2 separate regions of the Callithrix jacchus genome follow, and region 1 is linked to region 2. The links are chromatin contacts, called in public Hi-C maps. All regions are on one chromosome and are shown on one strand. Each heading gives the region's core, a stretch centred on a gene start, on an enhancer-like site or on the middle of the called end of the contact. The rest is flanking DNA. Distances are from core to core; before and after follow the strand shown. Region 1 has its middle 120 kb from the start of TRMT5. Region 2 holds the start of SIX1 (SIX homeobox 1).

Region 1 (6,022 bases), core at 1,962-4,461, 450 kb after region 2:
GGGAGGCTGAGGCAGGAGAATTGCTTGAACCTGGGAGGTGGAGGTTTCAGTGAGCTGAGACTGTACCATTGCACTCCAGCCTGGGTGACAAGAGTGAAACTCCGTCTCAAAAAAGAAAAAATGAAGACAATTAGTGGTTCTTTGAATTTTAAGTTGTATATGAAAGAATCTTGTGTTCTTAAAGCGCCTTGAAATTTTAGAGGAGTCTGAAAGAAGGAGCCCCTCACCACTGGGCTTTGTTTATTTTACAGTCAGCAGGCCTTAGGGACCCCTCACTGAAACTTTTTTCTTAGAGGCCTAGGATTTCATTGAAACCAAGAGGAACCTGCATCCAAACTGGATTCTAGAAGAAAAAGAGAAGTTAGGAAGCTGAAGAGTGCCAGGCCCTTGGGGACTGAAGCAGCTGAGCAGTTCCATTTGCTGGATCCTCTGTGTCCCTGGACCGTGGGGATTGGTTTTCCTTCCTCCGTGAGTAAGCTGGCTGCTCCGGCCCTGACCGTGCTCTTCGTCGTGTGTGCAGGAGGTCTCCTTGCTGTGAGGCTGCCTCCTGAGCCTGCGCCTGCTGCCTCCCTGTGTCTTGGCTTTCTTCCTCTACTCAGGCCTTTTTGTGAACATGGCTTGTTCTTCCCCTAAACTCCACTCCTCTGTTGGCCAGCGCTTTTGTTCCAACTCAGTGCTCAAAATCCGACCTGGAAAACCCCGGGGAGATGATCTTAGGCAACTGAGGAAGAATCTTAGTTGACAGACTAACTTCAGGTCTCTCCCCTGCCTACTTCTCGGTATCTCAAGATCCTTGATTAGAAAAAGCAAATCAGGGTCTGGAAAGAGATTATTGCCTCAGAAGACTTGAAGAGAAAACTCATGATTAGAATAGGTATCTGTGGGGCTGGGCACAGTGGCTTATGCCTGTAATTACAGCGGTCTGGGAGGCCAAGGCAGGCAGATCACCTGAGGTCAGGAGTTCGAGACAAGCCTGGTCAGCATGGTAAAACCCCATCTCTACTAAAAATACAAAAATTAGCCAGGTGTGGTGGCAGGCACCTGTAATCCCAGCTATTTGGGAGGCTGCTGAGTGATGGTCCAAGGCCAGTGGAAGGGCTCAGCAGGGATTACGAAATCCCAAATGCCAAGATCTTAGGTGCAAACCACGCCCAATGCTGTAAACATTACTAAGCACTACAAAAGGTTATTTACTTGCATCCTACTAGGAAACACTAAGCATTACTAAACTTCTTTTAAAGTATTGTTTTACATTATCAAATATAATACAATGTAAAAAGATTTAGACGTTAAAAAACTATAATTAAAAAACTGCAAAATGAATAAGAAATAATATAGCATAAAGTTATATATATATATATACTATTTATAGTATTTTTATAAATAAGAGGTTGTCTGTTCCTCTAATATTCTTTATTTATCACTCAGTTTTGTTTTTCTTTTGGAAAGAGGGGACAGAGGGAGATGGCTGTGGGGACCTCTGCCAAGCCTGAGTTGGGCCACAGTCAAAAAAACTTTGAGGGCATCATTCAGAAAAATGAGCTTGCAAATAGTTTTTCTCAATTTCCTCTCTTTTAATTGAAAGATGGTTTGAAGATGAATGGCTGAATAGAAAACATTTTCAGATCCCCACATAGGCAATGGCCGAAAAGCTCCAAGTGTGATATTACGAATAGGTATTGTCAATGAAGACAGAAATATTTGCATTGTCTACCCAAAAGCACAATGAGCACATGGGTCAATTATATTTTCTTCTCTATGTATTAGGTACAGAACTTCCCTTTAACAAAAGAAGGGAGGAAAGAAAACTGACCCTGCATCGTAGGCCTCTGCTCTATCATAAGGAGCGGAAAGATACTCAAAGACGAAAACCAGGGTGACAGGGCATTTGACTTGCATGCCTTTAGGAGATACGCATAAACAGAGAAGCTCAAAGGAAGGCAGAGAAACCAGGATGCCATGGCTGATTATGTCCTTCCAACAACTGTAACTGTGCCTCAGTTTGTAGGGAAATTGGTTCCTCTTCATGGACCCTGTTCTGGGACCTGCAGAATGCTCCAGGCTGCAACCTAGACAGGAAGGTGTCCAATATGTGTTTGAGTTCCATCTTGGGGATCTCATGTGATCTCTGGTACACACCAGTGAGTGGGCAGGGCCCCTGGCTCCCAGCACTAGCCTCAGTTACATGAAGAGTCTGAGTCCATGGTGGGATCTGTGCCCACCAATTTCTCACCAACCCAGAGGCAGAAAGAGACTCCACAAGTGTCTTGTATGGAATGGCAGTGTCTTGTATCTACATTAATTAGTTGTTTGAAAATTAGAAAATCTGGCTGGGTACAGTGGCTTACAGCTGTAATCCCAGTGCTTTGGGAGGCCGAGGTGGGAGGATCTCTTTAGACCAGGAGTTAGAGACCAGACTCAGCAACATGGTGAAACTGTCTCAACATGGCTAAATAAAAAAATTAGCCAGGTGTGGTGGTGCACACCTGTGGTCCCAGCTACTCAGGAGGCTGAGGTGGGAGGATAGCTTAAGCTCAAGAGTCCAAGGTTACAGTGAGCTATGATTGTGTCACTACACTCCAGCCTGGGCGACAGAGTGAGACTTTGACTCCTAAAAAAATTATAAAATCTATGTTTGTTATACAAGAATTAGAAATTCTAAGATGTATAAAAAGGAAAATATCACCATAATCCCACTACCAGGGAGTGCCAGGGAGTACTGGCACTGTTCCTCCAGCCCTGTGACTGTATATGCCTATGTGCCATTTTATACCCATGCTGGCTATCAACCAGAATGCCCCAGCCTCTCACACTGCTGGAGAGGCTCTACACTGTCCCATGCCCTCCAGAAGAAGTCTAAAGTCCTCCCCAAGGCTTCTGGAAATTCCATGGAGTCTTCAGCCCTTAGGATCACCCCTGCCCCGTGGATTTCTATAGCTACTTTCCTTGTGTTGTTCTGTATTTCATGAACTTAGATAGATGGTACGTCTTTCCCTGGATTTCTACCCTGAATCTCCACTCACACAGATCATTTATTGATGAGGTAGACCTCACTGAAAATTTTAGGAGGGAGTGGGGTTGGAGTTGGAGTTAGTCTGAAGCCACAGTAGCAGCCAAAACATCAGGCATCTTTGTGCCCTCCAGGCAGCCACCAGGCGGAGTATTTGTGACTTCTTCACTCTGGGAGGCCTCAGACTCACACCTCCAGGCTCCTGGCTTCCCTCTTGGTTCCATGCCCCTCCCCCAACCATCCCCACCACCACTGGCCCCCAAAGCATCTCTTACATTGCTCTGCATGCCAGTCAACACTCCTCCCCTATGGTGTTCCTTCTAATGCAAGTAAGTGGCTTATAAAGGACTTTGTTTAAATAAGGACTGTTCTTGTAGCAACTGTTACAATAACAAAAATCCTGAGATCATACTCTATATACATTCTTTATCCTGGCTTTTTAAATTGAGCATTACGTTTTTAGCACGTTCCCATATCATTAAATATTTAACAGCACTGGATTTCATCAAATAGATGCACCATTAATCATTTCACGATTCCACTATTTTTGGATATTCTTTGCTTGGGGAAATTTATAAAACAGAAATTATTAGCCTGAGGAGTATGAATATTTCTAAGGTCCCATACTAATTGCCAAATTGTCCTCCAGAAAGGTTACGTCAATTTGCACACTTCTCAGCTGTAAATGAGAGTGTCAAGTGACTTTATTCTTTAAACAGTTTGCTAATTTGACATTAGCTGTGGAAGAGACTATTTTAGGGCAGTAAAGTATCTGGTCAGAGTCACAGCCACAGACAGCCTGGGGCTGGGAGGGAGCTTTTGGCTTTGGGGGACTCCAGGGCCCTGGGGCAGTCGATAAACCTCCCAGGACCTCTGGTGCTGATCCATATCCTGGCTCCCACTGGCTCCTGTGCTCAAAACAAATTCTTCTCCCAAGCCTGGTGACTTTTCCTGGGGTAGCTCTCATTCCACCTCTATCACCAGGAAGGGCCTGGGGCAACAACCCATAGCTTGTCCTCAGCAGGTCTGGGTGGCTGTGGGCAAACTGGCCTTCTCCCCTGCTCAGTAGGGAACTGAGTTTCTGGACCCACCCAGACTCAATTCTCTCTCTCTCATTGTGTCAGAGATGTTTGAACTAGAACAATTCCATCTTAAATAGGAGCTGGATAAAATAAGGTGGGACCTCTTGGGCTGCATTTCCAGACAGTTAAGGCATTCTAAGTCACAAGATGAGACAGAAGATTGACACAAGCTACAGCTCATAAAGACCCTGCTGATAAAACAGGTTGCAGTAAAGAAGCCAGCTACATCCCACCAAAACCAAGACGGCCGTGAGAGTGACCTCTGGTTGAGCTCACTGCTACACTCCCACCAGTGCCATGACAGTTTACAAATGCCATGGCAACAACAGGAAGTTACCCTATATGGTCTAAAAAGGGAGGCATGAACAATCCACCCCTTATTAGCACATCATCAAGAAATAACCATAAAAATGGGCAACCAGCAGTCCTCCAGGCTTCTCTGTCTATGGAGTAGCCATTCTTTTGCTTTTTTACTTTCTTAGTAAACTTGCTTTCACTTTACAGATTTGCCCTGAATTCTTTCTTGCATGAGATCCAAGAACCCTCTCTTGGGGGTTCTGGCTGGGGACCCCTTTCTTGTAACAACTTGAGTTTGGAAGAGAAGAGGAGCCTCCATTTCCCCACCACTCCATCCCTCCAGCAGAGAATTTAGGGTCTCCTTTCCCCCTTCCTAAAGGCTACAGGAGCTCACACTAGCAGAGCCTCAGAGCACTACCCCTTCTCCTTTTCTGAAATGAGAGATGTCCAGGGAATCAGAGACATCTTTACCCCTTCTCTCTGTTAGGACGTTGGTGAGTTCTACTTTTCCTACGTTGTGAGCAAAGCACACATGTGCACAGCTAGCAAGCCAGATGATTTCTAAACAAACTAAAAATACTGCCTTATCTCAGAGGCCTGTGCTGAAGGAACTTGTTTGGGGTATCGGATGGACCTTTACAAATAGAAAATCCTTCCGTGTTACCTGCTCTTACACCCCATGGCTTCCTCCCCGGAACAGAGCAAAGGACCTAAGGACCTGGGGTGACTGGAGCAAGGGGCCATCAGGGTTTCATGATACTGCATCTGATTTGTCCTCTTCTCTGGATTCTGGACAACTCCAGGGCAGATCCTGGAGCCTGAGCCCCAGTCCAGGGCCTGGCACATAGAAGGCGCCCCACAAGTGTTGGTGGTTGATGAGAACACAGCAAAATGGGAATTCCTTGGCTGGCACTGTGCGGGGGATTGAAGCCAGCTGCCTAAGGGTTATGATATCCCATTTCCCTGTCTGGGTAGGAGAAACCCAGGTACATGTACACAGATGTCCACTCTGTTTCCCTCTGCCTCCCACTCTGAGTCCTTCCACAGTGTCCCTGGACTCGTCCCCTCCTTGGGACATCTGCTGGGGCACTTTGACTGCTGTAGAATGGAAGAAGATCAAGTGCTCTCCTGTTCCAGGTCAGGCACTTTGGATTTAACCTTGAGGCAGAGGCTCAGCTGCCCTGACAACCCGCAACTCATTTCTACAGCAACACCTCCTGCAAAGGTAGCCCAGCACGTCCTTGGCCACCAGCTTCCTGCGGTGATAAAAATAGCTGAGGCCCCGCAGCTGCTGAATGATGAATTCTGGAAGGAGATGATTGATTCTCACAGCTGAGTCTCGGGGTCAGCGAGCGTTGTGCAAGTGGAGATGCCGGGGTGAAGGATGGGGCCTCTGCTATAGATAGAGCTGTTGACAGAGTGATCCTGGGCTTCTCCCCACCTGAGGGGAACACAAACTGAGCTAATTAAAAGGAACTGCGAAGGGCTGTTGGAAGTGAGGCAGACGCGTGCATCCTTTGCTTTCAGGCCATCTTTGACCTTTTTGGAATGTGCAGTCATTTCCCCTCCTTCCTTCTGGCACAAGATTCAAAGTGGGGAGAGAGTGTTCATTTCCAGGGAAGGCAATCAGGTG
Region 2 (6,336 bases), core at 2,860-5,359:
TAACAAATACCGGGTTGCCAAGATTCGTTGGCATACCTTTGCAAACCAGAAACTAGAAACAGGAGAAACCCTTAACAGGAGTAGGGTACAGATATGAAAGCTTTGAGGGCATGAGTAATGGCATTCAGGAAAGTGTTTTTTCACATTGGTACAATTTTAGAGTTTGTCATTAAAAAAAAAAAAACCCAAGAAAACAAACAACAACCAAAAAATTCCACTAAATTTGAAAAAAATAGTTGCATTACTAATGGTCACGTCTATTTCTAACTTTCTCACATAGAGAGCATTAAGACATTTAGGCACTTGTTTTTCCTCCTAATACTGCTCTTTTATTTTAATCTACATTAAATTATTTAACACTAAAAATGAAAAATGTAAACTCAATTTTTCCTTATCAAAGAAAGTTACAGATTGTATTTTTCCTATTCACCTTAAGAATGTAATCAGTTCCTCCAAGCCTGGAGGCTCTTATTTTCACTGTTTTTATCTCCCTTTCTCTTTCTGTTTCTCTCTCTTCATTTCCCTTTCCTCTTCACATTTCTCCATAAATAAATTAAAAGGAAATAATAAAAATCCAGTTGATTTATAATTCCCGTTCGTTGAAAAAAGGAAAGACTGCTGAAGCAGGCATATCATTGCGCAGAACTGAGACTGGGTGCCTGGATGCTTTTGTTTGTTTGGGTTTTTTTTTCCCCCTGATCTCTGCCTTGGGAAGGAAAATGCAAAGGTGGAAAGAGTTGGAGAGAAGAGGAGACTAAGCTTGAGATCGCTGTCGGTTTTGATTTTTAAAAAGATATTTGTGAAAGTCCACCATTCCTTTATGCGCAAAGAACTCCAGAAACAAGCTGCAAAAATGTTCCTGATTTCTATTTACAAGTGTCCCTAGTCGCTGCAGTGGTTGCTGCTCCAGGCATCCCTTCAAGGCTCCAGTGCCTCCCCACTTAGGACCCCAAGTCCACCAGACTGGAGGTGAGGGGGCCAAGCAGAGAGTCTTGGAGCTGATGCTGGTGGGCCTGCAGGCCGTGACTGGACTGCGAGGCTGTTAAGCCGGGGAGAGAATAGTTCGAGCTCCTGGCGTGGCCCATATTGCCCTGCAGCAGAAGGACCGAGTTCTGGTCTGGACTTTGGGGAGGTGAGAATTCTTCTTCTGAGCTGGACATGAGCGGCTTGCCCCCTTCCAGAGGAGAAAGTTGGTTCTGCTTGTTGGAGGAGGAGTTATTGTTTTCAGTGTTCTCCCTAAGAAATAGAGGACAACACCATATGGTTAAAAAAAAAAAAAAAAAAAAAAGGTTAAAAAAAGTGTGAGATGGAGGGAGGGGAGCTGGAAGGAGGAAAGGGCCATTGTGCAATCTGTCACCAACCCAAATGGAAGAGCTCTACCCTTCCACCCATCCCCAAGGGTAATGGGGGAGGTGAGAAGTCAGAGAAACGGAGAGCTACGGACAGAGCCGCCTGTTGGGAGCCAGGTTATTTTCTCTTCCAGATTTCAGGAAGTGATAGATTAGCAGGATTTACTTGAAACATACAAAATATACCTTTTCAATTTTGTTCCAGCAGTTACATTTAAATACATATCAACTAACACCATGTTTAAATGTAACTAAGTTTGAAAATCTTTCAATAAATGGATGTTGGTGATAAAGAAATGATAGAGGACAGAGTCTAATGCACAAATGTTTGGGGTGAATCAAGCCCATTGCCTTATTCCAGTATGAGACAATTAAACATCCAGTTTTCCTGCCCCAGCCCAGAGTTGGTGGTTTTGCAGACACAGGACAGGTCATGGGAAGTGGTGCCCAGAGCGGCCCAGTGACCGAGTAAACACAAGGAGCGCAGCCAGTCTTTCTGATTTCATCTGGAGTCGGCCCTAGGGCCTGGCTTACAGGACGGCCGTTTTATAACTAAAGGCTAACTGCAACTATATAATCTCTGTTTCTGTGTTACTTGCTAACTCTTCAGCCCCTCGTGGCCCCTTCTCAAACTGTTTACCAACATCCAAAGCAACCCATCCTTTCTGGGCAAGGGAAACTTCGCCGGCCGGCACAAGCTGCCAGCGGGCGAGGTCCCGGCACTCTGTCCCGGTTAAATTCAGGATTTCGCTGCTCTCGCGGCTTTCGCCTTCCGAGTGCTCGCCCTGTATTCCCGACTCCTAGCGCCTGTCTGTCTCCTCCTTTCTTTTCCCTTATCCTCAGTCTCTGTCTCCCGGCGAGCCCATTTCAGCTGAATTTATCCTGGCTCTGTGGTTTTCCACCCAGAGAGGAAAGGAAGCAAGACCTTCGGCCCCCAGGTTTGGAAGCAAACAAAGGAACCTAACCAGCCCCTGCGCTCAGGTTTTCCCCAAACTCTTCGGCTTCGCGGAGCGCTCTCCGCGCTACAGCCACCTCCCCACCGTTCTTCTGAATCTCTGTCGGAAACTCTACAGAAAACGGAAGGAGCCTGGCCAGGTGATGAAGGTGTTGCCCCGAGGTGGGGGAAGTTAAAGACCAATTTTTAAAATATTGCCTTCTGAGCTCCAGTGCGAGAGAAGGCTGCGACAGGAGACCCCTAAGGTCCTCGTCTGGGCAAGCGGCGCGGACAGCCAGACCGACCGGCTGCAGCGCCGGGCCACGAGCGAGCGAACACGGCGAGGATCGACCCTTTCTGAATTTGGGGCTCCGGGAAGTAAATGCAGCGCCAACTCTCCCCAAGACTCTCTTTTTGGTGTATTTTTAAAAGACTCCTTCCTTTGTCCAGCTAGTGAAAAATGAAGCAGGCGACCTGATTCAAAAGACTATCAAGAGAGAGCCGTGTAAAACCGGGCGGGAGTGAGGGCAAGGCCAATGTCTCAGGCCAGCTTCACCCCCCTGGGGAGGAAGAGGAGAGAGGTTCGAGAACATCAGCTCCCACCGAACCTCTTTCCTTGCGACACCACTCAACGCTTCCCTGCCCATTGATTTAGAAACTCACTCTCCACCCATCACTCCCCGCCGCGGCCAGCCAGGGAGGCATGAAAAACAAACCTAGAGCCAGTATTTCCCGACACTCACATCCCAGAGAAACCCACTCGCGGGTGCTCAAAGCAAATGAGGCCCCATCCTTAGCAAGGAACCTCAGAGTTCATGAACTTTCGCAGCAGCGCGGCGGAAGCCTGCGCGCCGCCCGGTGGACGGGCTCCGGCGAGCGGGGAGGACTTGGTGACGGGTGCCTGCGGGGGCGGGAGGGGGTGGAGGGGAAAGGAAGGTTTCCTAGGGTTGCCCGAGTCGCGGGAAGCACGCCGCGTACCTTTCCTTGGCCTCCGCTGCTCGGTCTCTTTGCCTCCGGTTCTTAAACCAGTTGCTGACCTGGGTGGTGGTGAGGCCAGTGGCCTCAGCCAACTCCCGCTTCTCACGCGGCGAGGGGTAGGGATTGTGCGCGTACCACTCCCGCAGCACGCCCCGCGACTTCTCCTTGAAGCAGTAGCTGGTCTCCTCGCCGTCCCAGATGGTGCGCGGCAGTGGGAATTTTCGGCGCACCCGATATTTGCCCACGGCGCCCAGGGGTCGGCCGCGCAGCTTCTCGGCCTCCACGTAATGCGCCTTCAGCCACAGTTGCTGCAGTTTGGGGTGGTTGTGAGGCGAGAACTGGTGGCTCTCCAGGATCTTGTAGAGCTCACGGAAGTTGCCGCGGTGGAAGGCGACCACCGCCTTGGCCTTGAGCACGCTCTCGTTCTTGTGCAGGTGGTCGCAGGCGGGCAGTGACCACAGGAACCTGCCCAGGCGCTCCAGGTTTCCGCCTTGCTGCAGAACCTCGCACACGCATGCCACTTGCTCCTGAGTAAAGCCAAACGACGGTAGCATCGACATGGCTGGGGCCTGCCGGGGCTCACCGCCCAGGCGCACGCGGCTGGGAACAGAGCCGAGAAGCGGGGGGCGGCGGCCGCAGGGGATGGGGGCGCGGCTGTTCCTAACCTCCTCCCTAGATTTTGCAACGGCGAAAATCCGAATCGGAACTTGGAGGTGGACGGCCAAGGAAGAGGAGGCAGAAGGGTAGGGCACGCGCTGAACAAGGAGCCGCCGGCGCACTCAGTAGCCTTTAGGGCCTTGCTGCCTCGGACCTCCCGCCCGGTGGCTGCTGCTAGTTGCCGGGGAACTTGGTTTCTGTTCTCCCGGCAGCTGCCTTAAAGCGCGCAGCGTTCCCGGCACGCTGATTGGCTGCGGGAGGCGCCTATCCGGGGCTGGCCAGCCAGCGCGCCGCCCGGCCGGCAGCGAGGCCGCACCGCCCAGCTCGGGGAGGGCGAGGCTGAGGAGCTAGGAGTTGTGGTGGTGTGTGTGGTGGTGTGTGTGGTGGGGGGGGGGGGGCGAGGGAGTGTTGCTAGGGCTGCGGGGGAAGGGAGTGGTGGGAGGAGAAGGAAGAGGAAAGGTGGGAAGCCAGTTGGGGTCTGAGCTGCGCTGCGAAGGTCGGGGGAGGTAGGGAGTGGGTGAGCGCGTCCGGACCCTGCAAGGCTGGACCCGTTCGTTGCCAGCATTACCTACCCAGAGTCGGGCACAACTCCGCACAAATCAATGACTTCAAACCTTCGTTTCTCCCCTCTCCCTCCGTACTCTTGTCCTCCTCCCTTGTAGACTTGCCCTTTCCCGGTGAGCTCATATTTAATTACTTTAATGTTGGAATGAATAAATAATGGATTGATGAATAGCTATGGAACGCGATAAATAATTCAAGAGCAGACCAGGGTCCCTGCTTGCAGTCTCTGGAAGAGTGGCTTCTTTTTGGGTTGGCTTCGGCTCGAGGAGCCGAACCCAATTTCCCCTTCCCTCCCCCATTGCCCCACACCACCCTCCAAAGGGCACAAGTACTCCCAGTTGGACAGCATTTCCCTCGTTCACAAAGGGCCTCCACGATTTGAGACCAGGAGAAGAGCTGTTTAGAGCACTCTTGCTGAGCACATAGAGTCTCCGAGCATTCATTTGTAATCTATTATCTTAGTGTTCTGCAATGGAAACCAGCAGGTTCCTGAAGCTTTTCTGGACTCAGTTTTCCCATCTGTGTGGTTGTGATTTCCATTGCCACCTTTGCTACTGAGGAATGCCGAGAAGCTTTACTTGCTATTAGCAAAAATGCTTTGGGAACCTCGTACGAAAGGCGCTGGATGTGGTGTAAATTAAATAAAACTGTGCCAGGCTCCAATAACCGTCCGGTTGTAACATAATCCTTGCCCTGCTCTGAGAGGGACACTGCCCTCAAAGCGAGGACGACAGCAGCTCCAAGAAGATTAAATAAAGAGGGTGTGTGTGTGTGTGTGTGTGTGTGTGTGTGTGTGTTGCAATGCTGGCCTATTTTGCTGCCAGGGAGTGAGAGATGTACTGCAATGTAAGTCTCATCATCTGCTGTTTTGTTTATGTGTGGAGAATGCTTAGTAAAACTGCACAAACAAATGAAGTTGTAATTATCTTAAGCCTCATTTGCACACCTAGTTCCAAAGCAATTATTAAAAAGATTTTAAAAACAATTAGCCTCTCTAAACAAAGATAATCTATTGTCAGTAGCAGAGACTAGCGGGAGATAAGAACAATGCATGGAGATAAGGGAAGCCAAATGGTGGAAGGAGAGTGACTTTATGACTATACTTATCTCTGATTAGATAAGTTCAAAACAGAATTCTAAGTACACTTCAAAAATGCTTTTGATTTCAATGCGCCCTCTTAGAGAGTGGTGAAGAACAAACTGTACGTAGGATCTTTAAACTAGCTTGTCTTCTTTGAATATGTTTTGATTCCTTCAGCCAAAGAGCTCAGCACTACAAAACCTTTTGCATATTCAGATGCAAGTGGGAGAAGGAGAAGCAGCGTCTGGGTTTCCCCTTTTATTATTAATATGGTTTTAAAGTGATGCACCCAGTCCAATGCACCCTGCAACCAACATATATTCTAAACTTATAAAGGGTTACCACCTAAGGGCTGCCACATGGGAGATTCCAAGTACGCAGGAAGCTGCTTCTCTACTGAATATAATGCTTTCTGCATCCTTGAAACTCTTGCGTATTCCATGCAATTAGATGTTGGAAGCAGATGGTGATATTTCATTGCCCTAGGCTTTTTTTTTTTTAAATGCATTTAATGAGTGCGCATTCTTTCAAAAGAGCCTCTGCCATATAGTTTGCCCAGTGACTTTCTAAACTGGAAGCCTGGCACTGCTAAGCCCAGAGCCATGTGTCTGGTAATTTTCCCTCACCGTCTTATTTTAGTGCTTATGATGTTTCACATGAGGTCTTAAGGAGCTGCAGTGTCCTCCCAGAAGGAATGTCTCTGCTTGGAACAGTCCTTATTGACATGGCAGCTGTGTGAGGACCGGAACGGAGGCTTAAATCCGTCTCTAAAA

Evidence for each region. A called contact is a pair of places that touch in the nucleus more often than the background predicts.
Region 1: a Hi-C map of skeletal muscle shows a contact between it and region 2, with 4 times the contacts expected there. The contact joins the enhancer-like site here to the promoter of SIX1 in region 2. A contact is called at or near these places in 2 of 3 Hi-C or Micro-C datasets (both in skeletal muscle).

Annotation. Positions count from the first base shown.
Region 1 is chr8:95,831,405-95,837,426 of calJac240_pri, forward strand. No RefSeq gene overlaps it. Among named protein-coding and RNA genes, the nearest start is that of TRMT5, 120 kb to the left of the region's middle. Within about 2 kb of position 3,212, at least 1 of the 16 cell types and tissues checked has an H3K27ac peak or open chromatin away from gene starts, as enhancers often do. A contact at or near this core is called in skeletal muscle, where this site is marked.
Region 2 is chr8:95,379,413-95,385,748 of calJac240_pri, forward strand. SIX1 (SIX homeobox 1) reads right to left here and starts at 4,110. Exons shown (of 2, transcript XM_002753977.7): 1 at 3,262-4,110; 2 at 1-1,236. The coding sequence starts at 3,821. The coding sequence ends at 942.